Regions from separate parts of the Mus musculus genome. Here regions 1 and 2 are each linked to region 3. A link is a contact called in public Hi-C data. All regions are on one chromosome and are shown on one strand. Each heading gives the region's core, a stretch centred on a gene start, on an enhancer-like site or on the middle of the called end of the contact. The rest is flanking DNA. Distances are from core to core; before and after follow the strand shown.

What was found. Hi-C and Micro-C count contacts between places; a contact is called where the count stands out from the background.
Region 1: a Hi-C map of liver shows a contact between it and region 3, with 5 times the contacts expected there. The contact joins two enhancer-like sites. A contact is called at or near these places in 2 of 484 Hi-C or Micro-C datasets (embryonic fibroblasts and liver) and 7 of 115 datasets of contacts at active chromatin or transcription factors (embryonic basal ganglia, embryonic stem cells and oligodendrocyte precursor cells).
Region 2: a contact with region 3 is called in a Hi-C map of liver, with 2.9 times the contacts expected there. The contact joins two enhancer-like sites. A contact is called at or near these places in 1 of 15 datasets of contacts at CTCF or cohesin (the NIH/3T3 cell line), 4 of 484 Hi-C or Micro-C datasets (all in liver) and 7 of 115 datasets of contacts at active chromatin or transcription factors (embryonic stem cells, extraembryonic endoderm stem cells and trophoblast stem cells).

The regions. Positions count from the first base shown.
Region 1 is chr3:145,841,144-145,844,073 of GRCm38.p6, forward strand. All of the region lies in intron 1 of Ddah1 (dimethylarginine dimethylaminohydrolase 1), which reads left to right. Among named protein-coding and RNA genes, the nearest start is that of Gm35187, 48 kb to the right of the region's middle. Within about 2 kb of position 1,373, at least 11 of the 459 cell types and tissues checked have an H3K27ac peak or open chromatin away from gene starts, as enhancers often do. A contact at or near this core is called in liver, where this site is marked.
Region 2 is chr3:145,788,982-145,792,277 of GRCm38.p6, forward strand. The region is part of intron 1 of Ddah1 (dimethylarginine dimethylaminohydrolase 1); the gene reads left to right. Among named protein-coding and RNA genes, the nearest start is that of Ddah1, 32 kb to the left of the region's middle. Within about 2 kb of position 2,005, at least 16 of the 459 cell types and tissues checked have an H3K27ac peak or open chromatin away from gene starts, as enhancers often do. A contact at or near this core is called in liver, where this site is marked.
Region 3 is chr3:145,623,660-145,626,797 of GRCm38.p6, forward strand. No RefSeq gene overlaps it. Among named protein-coding and RNA genes, the nearest start is that of Gm40164, 7.7 kb to the right of the region's middle. Within about 2 kb of position 1,337, at least 22 of the 459 cell types and tissues checked have an H3K27ac peak or open chromatin away from gene starts, as enhancers often do. A contact at or near this core is called in liver, where this site is marked.

The DNA of each region.
Region 1 (2,930 bases), core at 123-2,622, 220 kb after region 3:
GACAGTATCAGGAATCATGCAGGTGACAAGTGTGAGGTGTGTGCTGAAAGGGATTGTGCTGACCAAAGTGGGAAGACCCACTGAAAGTGGGCAGGATCATCCCCTGGGGCTGGATCCGGGGCTGGGTGAAGTAGGAGGTTAACAGCACCAGTGTCTCAGTGTCCTGCTGCTGTGACTTCCCTTGTGGTGAGCTGTCCCCTCCAACTGTGAGCCAGAACAAGTCCTTCTCCCCTAACCTTCTCTTGGAGGGATGTTCCATTATAGCAGCAGGAAAGGCTACAAGGAGACTCGTTGCCTGGGGTTGTTCTTCTTGTTGGTATTGGTGGTTTATTGCCTTGGGTTGTTTTTGTGGTGGTGGTTGGTTTGTTTTGGTGTTGGGTCTCTTTTCTGTTGGTTGATTGGTTGGTTGGTTGGTTGCTTGCTTGCTTGCTTGCTTGCTTGGCTGGTTGCTTGGCTGGTTGCTTGCTTGCTTGCTTGCTTGCTTGCTTGCTTGCTTGCTTGGCTGGTTGGTTGTTGGTTGGTTGCTTGGTTGGTTGCTTGGTTGCTTGGTTGGCTGGCTGGCTGGCTGGCTGGCTGGTTGATTTTCAGTCACGGGAATCTCTCTATGGAACCCTTGCTGGCTCAGAACTTCACAGGTAGTTTAGATTGACCTCAAACTCACAATCCTCTTATCTCTGCTTCTAATGCTAGAATTAAAGGCAAGAGGCATGGCTTCCAGCCTTCAGTGCTTGTTTGAGGCCTGTGGGGCATCTTACCAGCCAGGCCTACCTTTCTTGGTGCTGAAGGTTAGTTAAAGGAGAGATTATAAGAAATGTGCCTCATCACAACAGCTTCCTGGAGCTGGGAGGAAATAAAACTGGCAAGATTTTAACACGGACATGTTAAATAGGCGAACCACTCTCACTCTGAGTTGGCTCGTGGGAAAAATTGCCATTTTGTTTTGTGGTAACACAGATGGAATCTGTCACACAGTCGTAAAACATGGGAACTTGTCTAGATGTAAGAAAAAGCAACAGCTTTTTTGCTTGTGGGTCAGATTCGTGGCATAAGAATCCGTCACCATATGCACACAGTCTGGTATTTCAGATAACAAAAGTTGTGTCTGATATCTTTTGTGCACTTACAGTTCTGTGTGATATGAGCTTTATGTGAGTTTAGTAGTCCAAGGGAGCTTAAGCATAAATAAATACTCACTTCAAAGATGAGCAGACTGAGGCTCAGTCTGCCCACTAACCCAGGCAAGAGAGACGTAACTCAAAGCACTTGTCAGTCTTTAGAATGGCGTTGGATCATAAGCTAAGGTTTCTCCAATTTCTTCTTGCAATTTCTGACCTATGTGTTAGCTGCGCCCGTTCAGCTCAGCCTGTGGAATCAATACTGTTTGTCCTGATGGTTTCTCTGAGTCACTTAGCGTTCCACTGTAGAGTTGGTGTCTCTGTGGAAGGTGGAGTGTTGGATTCTTTTGTTTTTTCCCCTCCTGAACATAAATTAAGTCAACATGACTGTGCAACTACGCAACAAGCAGATGTTTAAAGGTTCATGGTTGCATCTGTTCCTATAAAGTTCCCCCTCTGTCATTTACTGTTCAGTTGGCCCCAGAAGCAGATTTGCTCCAGGCTGATGTGTCAGGGAAGTGCTAGGCCTTTTGTAGGAGACTTTGTGTGTGCTTTCCTGGGAATCTGTACCAGAATTCAGTTCTCAGTAGGCAGCCTGCTGGGCTCTGTTCTTCCGTTTTGTTAGACATCTCTCTGGGGTTAGCATGCCCAACTTGATGCTGAACCTCTCACAACTGTCCACTTCATGTTTAAGTTTTTTAAACTCTTTCAGACATTTGACTCTGAAAGTAATCTAGTACCATCCACATGGATGATGCAGACCTCCCCCAAAACCTGGCGGTAGAGCAGCAACAGAATATAATTACATCTGGATTACACATAATCCAGATGTAATGTAATGTCGGGATACCTGGTTTCACAGTTAGGAAACCACAAAATTTTATCCTCTAAAATCAATTTCCCTTTAGAATAATTTTGTCCTAAGTGTCCAACAGCTTCTTAACTCTGTACATGCACTCAAAGTTTCCAAAGGAAAAAAAATGTCTGATTATATGATCCTGACGGATCACTTTTCAAAACCAGGAGAAAAAATAAACTTTCAATTTGGAAAGACATAAGACGTGAGAGATGGAAGGAGGTGTTTCAGAGACAGTGTACAGTGACAGTGCCGCCTTGTTTCTGTCTTTCACTCTGAAGAGTTTAACTGAAGGTCCTCAGTTGAGACGCTGTGTAGTTATAGAAGCATTTCCGAGCGGAACCGGTGTTGCCGCCGAATTCCCAGTTACTGAAATGTTAACTTCCAGAGCCCGGTCCTCATGCCTTCTCCTTACACTCGGTGAATTTTCTATAGACACTAAAGCTGACAAGTGTGTGTGTGTGTGTGTGTGTGTGTGTGTGTGTGTGTGTGTGTGTGTGTGAGAGAGAGAGAGAGAGAGAGAGAGAGAGAGAGAGAGAGTTAGTTCAGAGTCTCCCGAATCATGGTAAATGTTTTGCTCCTGTTTGTATGGTATGACAATTGCCCTTCCTGTTAAAGAAGTCACTGGATGTAGTCACTATATAAAGATCATTTTGTCTATGGAAATACTTTTTATCGTTCTGAGTCACTGGTGTGTGGAAATGTAGCAGGTTCCAGGACAAGGATGGGGCGGTGTGTTTATTTTTCTTTATACCCTCTTTAATGTTTTTGAATGCATGAATGTCAGTACTGTCAAAGTATTTCCATATTTTTATTACTTTAGAAGCAACTTCTGTCATGATGCCTCTCCAGTGACAATTTTGGCAGGGATGCCCAGTGTGGTGTAAGCCCTGTGTACTGGGCATTTGGCAGGGATGCCCAGTGTGGTGTGAGCCCTGTGTACTGGGCACTTGGCAGGG
Region 2 (3,296 bases), core at 755-3,254, 170 kb after region 3:
AGAAGAGGTTATGTGTAGGAGGTCACAGAAGGACACACCCCACATCTGTGTATATGACTTGATACATGTATGCTAAAACTGTGTCAACTCACATTTTCCAAGGCTCTTCTGTGGGTACTTTTAATGGAACTTCTGAATAAAATCTTAAGCTATAAAGCACATCACTTCCGAGCGAACATGGGTACTGTCTGCTAGAGTCGATGGCATAAATGCCAGAGCTTCTGGGAAAATGTGTCCTGCTCTAAGAGCTACCTCTACACCGATGCCCCAGGCAAGCCCATGTAAAGAACAGAAGGACAGTGACACCAGGCACCCCATCCAGTCTGGCTGAACTCATTTCCCATTGATAAATAAATGCATTCAAGGTCTATTGCTTAAACATAGAACGTTGACCTGGTTCCGATGGAGCAACTGACCTCAAGGGGCAAAGAGTATCCTTGCTTGAGGGAGAGCTTATTTTCTAACACTTTTATAGGAGTGTGCTGGTTAGTTTTAACTGTCAATGGGACACAACGTAGAATCTCCTAGGAGGAGAACAGTTGAGGAACTGTCTTGATCCAATTGGCCTGGGGCCATGCCTTTGATCTTTGTCTTGATTGTTGATAGATAAGAAGACAGTCCATTGTGGGCAGCACCATCCCCTGTTTTTGGGTCCTAGACCCTAGAGGGCTGACTGAGCAAGCAGGAAGCATGATGGGTTGTTTTTTTGTTTTTTGTTTTCTGCTCTTTACTGTGGATATGGTGTTTATAAACTCTTGCCACTGCGACTCCCCCACACGATGAACCGTGCTCTGGAATCATAAGCCACATGAACAAGTCCCCTCCTCCCCTAAGTTGCTCCTGTCCGGGTATTCGTCACCACAACAGGAATGAAATTAAACGGGGTGCGGGGAAGGAGCAAGAGAACAAGGGATAGGCTTGGTTGTGAGACATGGAGAGAGTTCCATCTTAAGGAATAGCTTTGTTCCCCCTCAATCCCTGAGTCTTTGATCTGCTCATAGTCACACAAGGAAGTAAATGCTTGCCCAGTAGCCTGCTTTGTACTGTGATCCTTGCTGTCCCTAGCAAGTCTGAAAACCCTCCAGTTGTAACTAGCACTCCCCCACTTCCCATTCCCCACACCCCATTTCCTAGCTCTCTTGCCTACAGTTGGGCGGCCAACTTTGCCTTCAATTCCCTTTATTGCTGTCTCCATCCATATGCCACAGTCCCCTCTTTTACCATCCATACTCAATAGGAGAAAAGGTTCACAGGAAGTGCAGTCCAGTAAGACTCTGGTTCTCTGGAGCACTAATGGTTGATCATCCTGAGTGAAAGCTCCGATCTCTCGACTGTCCAGACAAGCAGGGGTAAGCAGACACCCTGTTGGCTGGCTGTGCTGTCTGGGGCTCTGTGTCTTGAATCTGGTGCAGGAAGCTGGTGGAGAACAGGTCATTCCCACCACCTTCTCAGATATCAGTTTGCTGACCTTGGCCACAACCTTGTGCTTAAGTGGCATGGGTGTCCAACCAGAACTCTGCAACAGTATCCATCTCCTGAGCTTTGGTTCCAGCAGATGGATAGCCCAGAGGGTGCTGAGTGACAGTAACGACTTGGGTTCTAATAAAAATAGATAACTTGGTGTAGTTAGCTGTGACTCAGCTAGTTAGCACTGTAACCTCTTACTATGTCTAACGGGGACAACTGGGAAATGGGTGGGTGTTATAAATGTACCACGATGTATACCTGTCTCCTCCATGTTCAGCAGCCCCCTCCCCAGCCTGTGGTATTTCTGAGTATAATTCATTGGAAACATAAGAGTGTTTACACAATGGAATGGGTGTGAAAGTCTGCTCAGCTAGCCCAGGCCCTGTTGTGATAGCTTACACTTCTGCTCTTTCTCACAGCATGACACAATATTTACACTGTGTTTGTGTGTTTTCCCAAAGCAGTTAACAGTCATGTAAACACATCCAGTTTACTGATCAAGCCAGAAGAGAGATGTCTGTCCCAGTCTGTCCCTTTGAGCTGGCTCCGCACGGACTGGCAACACACAGCATTTTGCACATGCCGTGTCTATATACAGAGCGCAGAGTTGTAAAGTCTTGCTTGAATCCAAGTTACCATATGAACCAGTTGGCACAAAAACCCTAAACAGAGTTCAGGGACTAGTTTGATCCTTCCAAGCAGGCTCCTGGGCAGCAACATAAAGCGGCACACAGGCAAACATTGTTTTTTCCAGAAAATGAACAGATTTTTAAACGTGCCTTGACTAGGACACCCACTTCTCTAGTTTCTTCTCCCCTTCCCCCTGCATCCCTTTCCTTAAGCTTATTTGCACGTGGTAAAATAAAAGCCCCACTGGAAACAGAGGAAATATGAAATATTTATAAACTGTGGGGCTAAGCTGGGTTTCTATTGGAATCTAGGACCTCTTCTATGTGAGGCATGCTTACTTGTCTTGGACTAAGGGTGAAACAGTACCAGGTACTGATTCTTCGATGCCAAGGAGCCTGCTGCACCCCTCCAAGCCTTGTTTGACTCCACTATAAAACAAGGAGTTTAAATGAAGCTCATGCTGGACTTAATAAGGAACTTTAGAAGCTTTAGTCTAAGTTAGTGTACCAGGAAAATGTCGTCTTCTTAAGACTTTTAAGATCTCAGGTAAACTGGGTATGGTGATAGAGGCCAGTAATTCTGGCACCCTGAATCAGTAAGTAAAGGGAAATAACTTTTATCATTAAAAAAACCTTGCAAATAGAAAGCATCACCCACTGAAATTAATCAGACCCAGAGTCTACACATGCGGGTGAACAGTTAGAACAGCCATTCTGGAGCTGTGGTGCTCATACCAATCTTATATTTTCACTATCAAATATAGCTTTATGCACTTATCCAACACCAAAACCAAACCATTCGTGACAGAGCTAGGACTAGGGAGTCATTTCCATGTGGACACAGTGTAACTTACAAGACAGAGAACAAGAAACAGTAACTACTGGGGGTGTGGAAGGCCCGAATGCAGAGAGTGGGTCTGATGGGAGTGATGTGTGTGCTGAAGGGGAAATTTCAGCTAACTACGGAAGAGCACACATTTTCCCAACCTTGGATTTGGATTCTTGCAAAGAGACATTTAATTGATAGAAAGCATTCCGTGGGATAGTGAATCTTATGTATTAGTGGTGACCAGGCTTGGGAAATGATGGTTTAATTGAATGAATCCTCTTAAGTTTTCTAGTTTAAAATGCATTCTGTAAATTGGTTAAGAGCCCTAGCTGTTTGCTGAGTTCAGATCCCAGCAACCACATGTCCCAACC
Region 3 (3,138 bases), core at 87-2,586:
CATCCTCTGGGAAGTCAGTCCTGCAAAGGACCCGAGTGGACCCTCAGCCCTGCCACTGCCAACTCTTGGACAGGACAGGTACCCAGCTAAAGCATCGGTGTTGGCTCCTGAATGTCTTAAGCGATAACACCAACCCTGTCTGTCTCCTGGGTGTGAGAGCAGGCTGTGTCATAAAGTGGGTTTCCCACACCCGGCATGGAGCCAAGCATTCCAGAGAGAGCAAGTCTTCTTGCAATCAACTGACAGCTGTCCTTCAGCACCTTTGTGACCATGGGTAACACCAGCCCAAGTTCAGTGGTTAAGCAGCCAAGGACCATATTAGGTGATCCATGGGTGGAATGGCGAACCTCCTCCCCTTCAGCTAGTGAGTGCTCCCCTTTCTGAGAACAGCTCTTCATTCCCCAGTGGCTTGAGAATTTCTTTATTTCGGTGTGTCTTCATTTACTAGAATATGTGAAACCATAAAATAATAACAGTAACAGAGAAGATACAAATAAAGGCTCTGGGAGATGGCTCACAGTTAAAAGCAGTGGCTGCTCTTCCAGAGGATGTGGGTTCGATTCCCAGCACCCACATGGTAGCTCACAGCTATCTGTAACTCCATTTCCAGGGGGTCTGACACCTTCTTCTAGCTTCTGTCTGTACCAGGTACTCATGCAGGCAAAATGCTCATACACATAAATTAAAAATAGATAAATCTTTAAAAATAATAGTAGTAGAAGTAACAGTGGTAATATAAAACCTGGGACTTGAGGGAGAGTGGGGTTGGGGGAGGGGGAGAGGGAGAGGGAGGACCTGATAGAGAACCAGAGACATTCAAAGCCAGCCCATCTCCTGCAGCTGTACCCAGGAGCTAGACAAGAAGGTATCATAATGCAGGCTCAGGTCAGTGAATCTGTGGGCAGATGAGTTCCAGAGCACCCAGGAAATAAGGAGCCACATAGAACGGCTTAAAGCAAAATCAGGAACAGTCCTGGACTCAAATCTCTCCTCTTGTCTTTTCAAATTTGTTGGTCTGGACAAGTCGCTAACCATTCCAAGGCTGGAGGTTTTCATCTGTGAAGTGTGGTTGATACTGATACCACTTTGATGAAGTAATATAGGATGAAATATGTTGTAGAGGATGCTGTAGTAATAGTTGAGATGAGACATTTCTGAGGGGCTTGAACACACACACACACACACACACACACACACACACACACGAGGACTTGTGGTCCCTGGCAGGAGTGCCTGGGACCTGACCAGCTTGAGGGTTCCCCAAGGCCAAGGACATGTCCCCAGAGTCTCTGCATGTGACAAGCACCAATGGATGGGAACTGGCAGTCAGAGCCAGTGCTGGCATTCTGGGCAGTGACCTTTGTCTCATTGGAGGGCTAGATCAGTCTGGTCACTGGGCTCCCTGCTTAATCACAAGCATTGCAGCCAAATTTCTGATGATCTAAAACTATTGATCAGCAAGGCCGGAGAAGCTCAGGGTATGTGAGGGGCACCGAAGCACGTGCCTGTCTGCACTGTTGCCATGGGATTCTGTTCGGATGTAGACAGAGGGGGTTTCTTTTTTATTTAAAACAAACAACAACGCAATGAAAATTCCCACAGATCTTTGCAATTCTCTACTGCAGAGACTGCACCGTGTTTGTGTGTTTGTGTGTGTGTGTGTGTTGCAGTGTTGCTATGACAATGCATATGGTTTTATTTGATGGAAATATGCATAGAAAGAACAGGAAGTGGTATGTATGCATGACAAAACAAACGTGACCAGTCAGAAACCAGGCTTCTGAATCTTGATCATGTGAATCTTTTGATAGCAACGTAAGGTGGAGGTCATGGTACAAAGATGCTACTCAGCCCTGAGGAGGCTGAGGGAGCTAAGGGTTGAGTAGTACAGAGCTCTGTCACTTACTCGCTGTGTCACCTCTGGCAAGTGGCTCAGCTGTGAGTGGCTTTTGCTTCCCTCCTCTCTGAAACAAGCAAGGAGCCCTTCCATGTGTCTCTGTGTGCTGTTGGGATGGAAGTGAGCCAACAGTCAGCACTCAGTCAGTGTCATTCTGGAGTGATGGTTAGAGTCTGACGTTCTCAACGAGGACGAGGGTGGCTTTGTTCTGAAATGCGCTCTGGTCTTGACCAGACTGTGCCTGGAACACTCTGCGGAAAGTCAAGGACGTTAGGCAGGGCCACACTGTGGACTGCTGGGATCAGACCAGATGATCGTCGAAGAGCCCAAGCTACTGACCACCAAGGAACAAGATGTGGGTGCAGTGGCAAATTGTTGTACTGTGACTTTCTGTATCTGGCTGAGACCCATCCACTTTACCACTCTGCCACGAACAGTGTATCCTCCCAGGCCCAGTAAATGGGAGGACAGAGACTCATCTCCAAGGGGCTCATGTCCGTCAATCCTGAAGGAGCACTTTTGGGTGACAATGTAATTAGTATAATTACAACACTATTAAATCTTGATCTTCCTGCTTTTGTTCTTCCCTTCCTCTATATCCCCTCCCCCTTTCTTCCTGTCTTTTTTTTTTGTTTGTTTGTTTCAACACCAGGCTTCACATAACCCCAGCTGGCTGCAAACTCACTGTGTAGCCCCATGTGATGTCCCTGAACTCTTTGATCCTTTAAGCTCCACCTCCAAATACTGGGATTGCAGGTATGTACCATTCTGTGCAGTTAAATCCACATTTTCTAGTTCACTCACCTGGACTGAAGTCTGGCGGGGAGTACACTGCATATACTTTGTGTAGTTCACATTGCTTAAAGGATTCTCAGATCTGCTGGGATGCTGTCTGCCCATCACATGTACACAAGAGATTATTTTTTAAAAATCCTTTGGGACTTTCTGTTGATTGAGTGAGTGGCTTTATCCAGGACAATATTCTTCTGATCTGGACCAGATGTCTTCTGAGATCGTTCTCAGTGTAAATATCAGTGACACTCTGACATTCATTAATTCATCTTGAATAAAAGACAAGAAGTTGCTTTCTGTATTTTTTTTTTTTACTATTATATGTAAAGTACACTGTAGCTGTCTTCAGACACTCCAGAAAAGGGTGTCAGATCTCGTTATGGATGGTTGTGAGCCACCATGTGGTTGCTGGGATTTGAACTCCGGACCTTCGGAAGAGCATTCGGGTA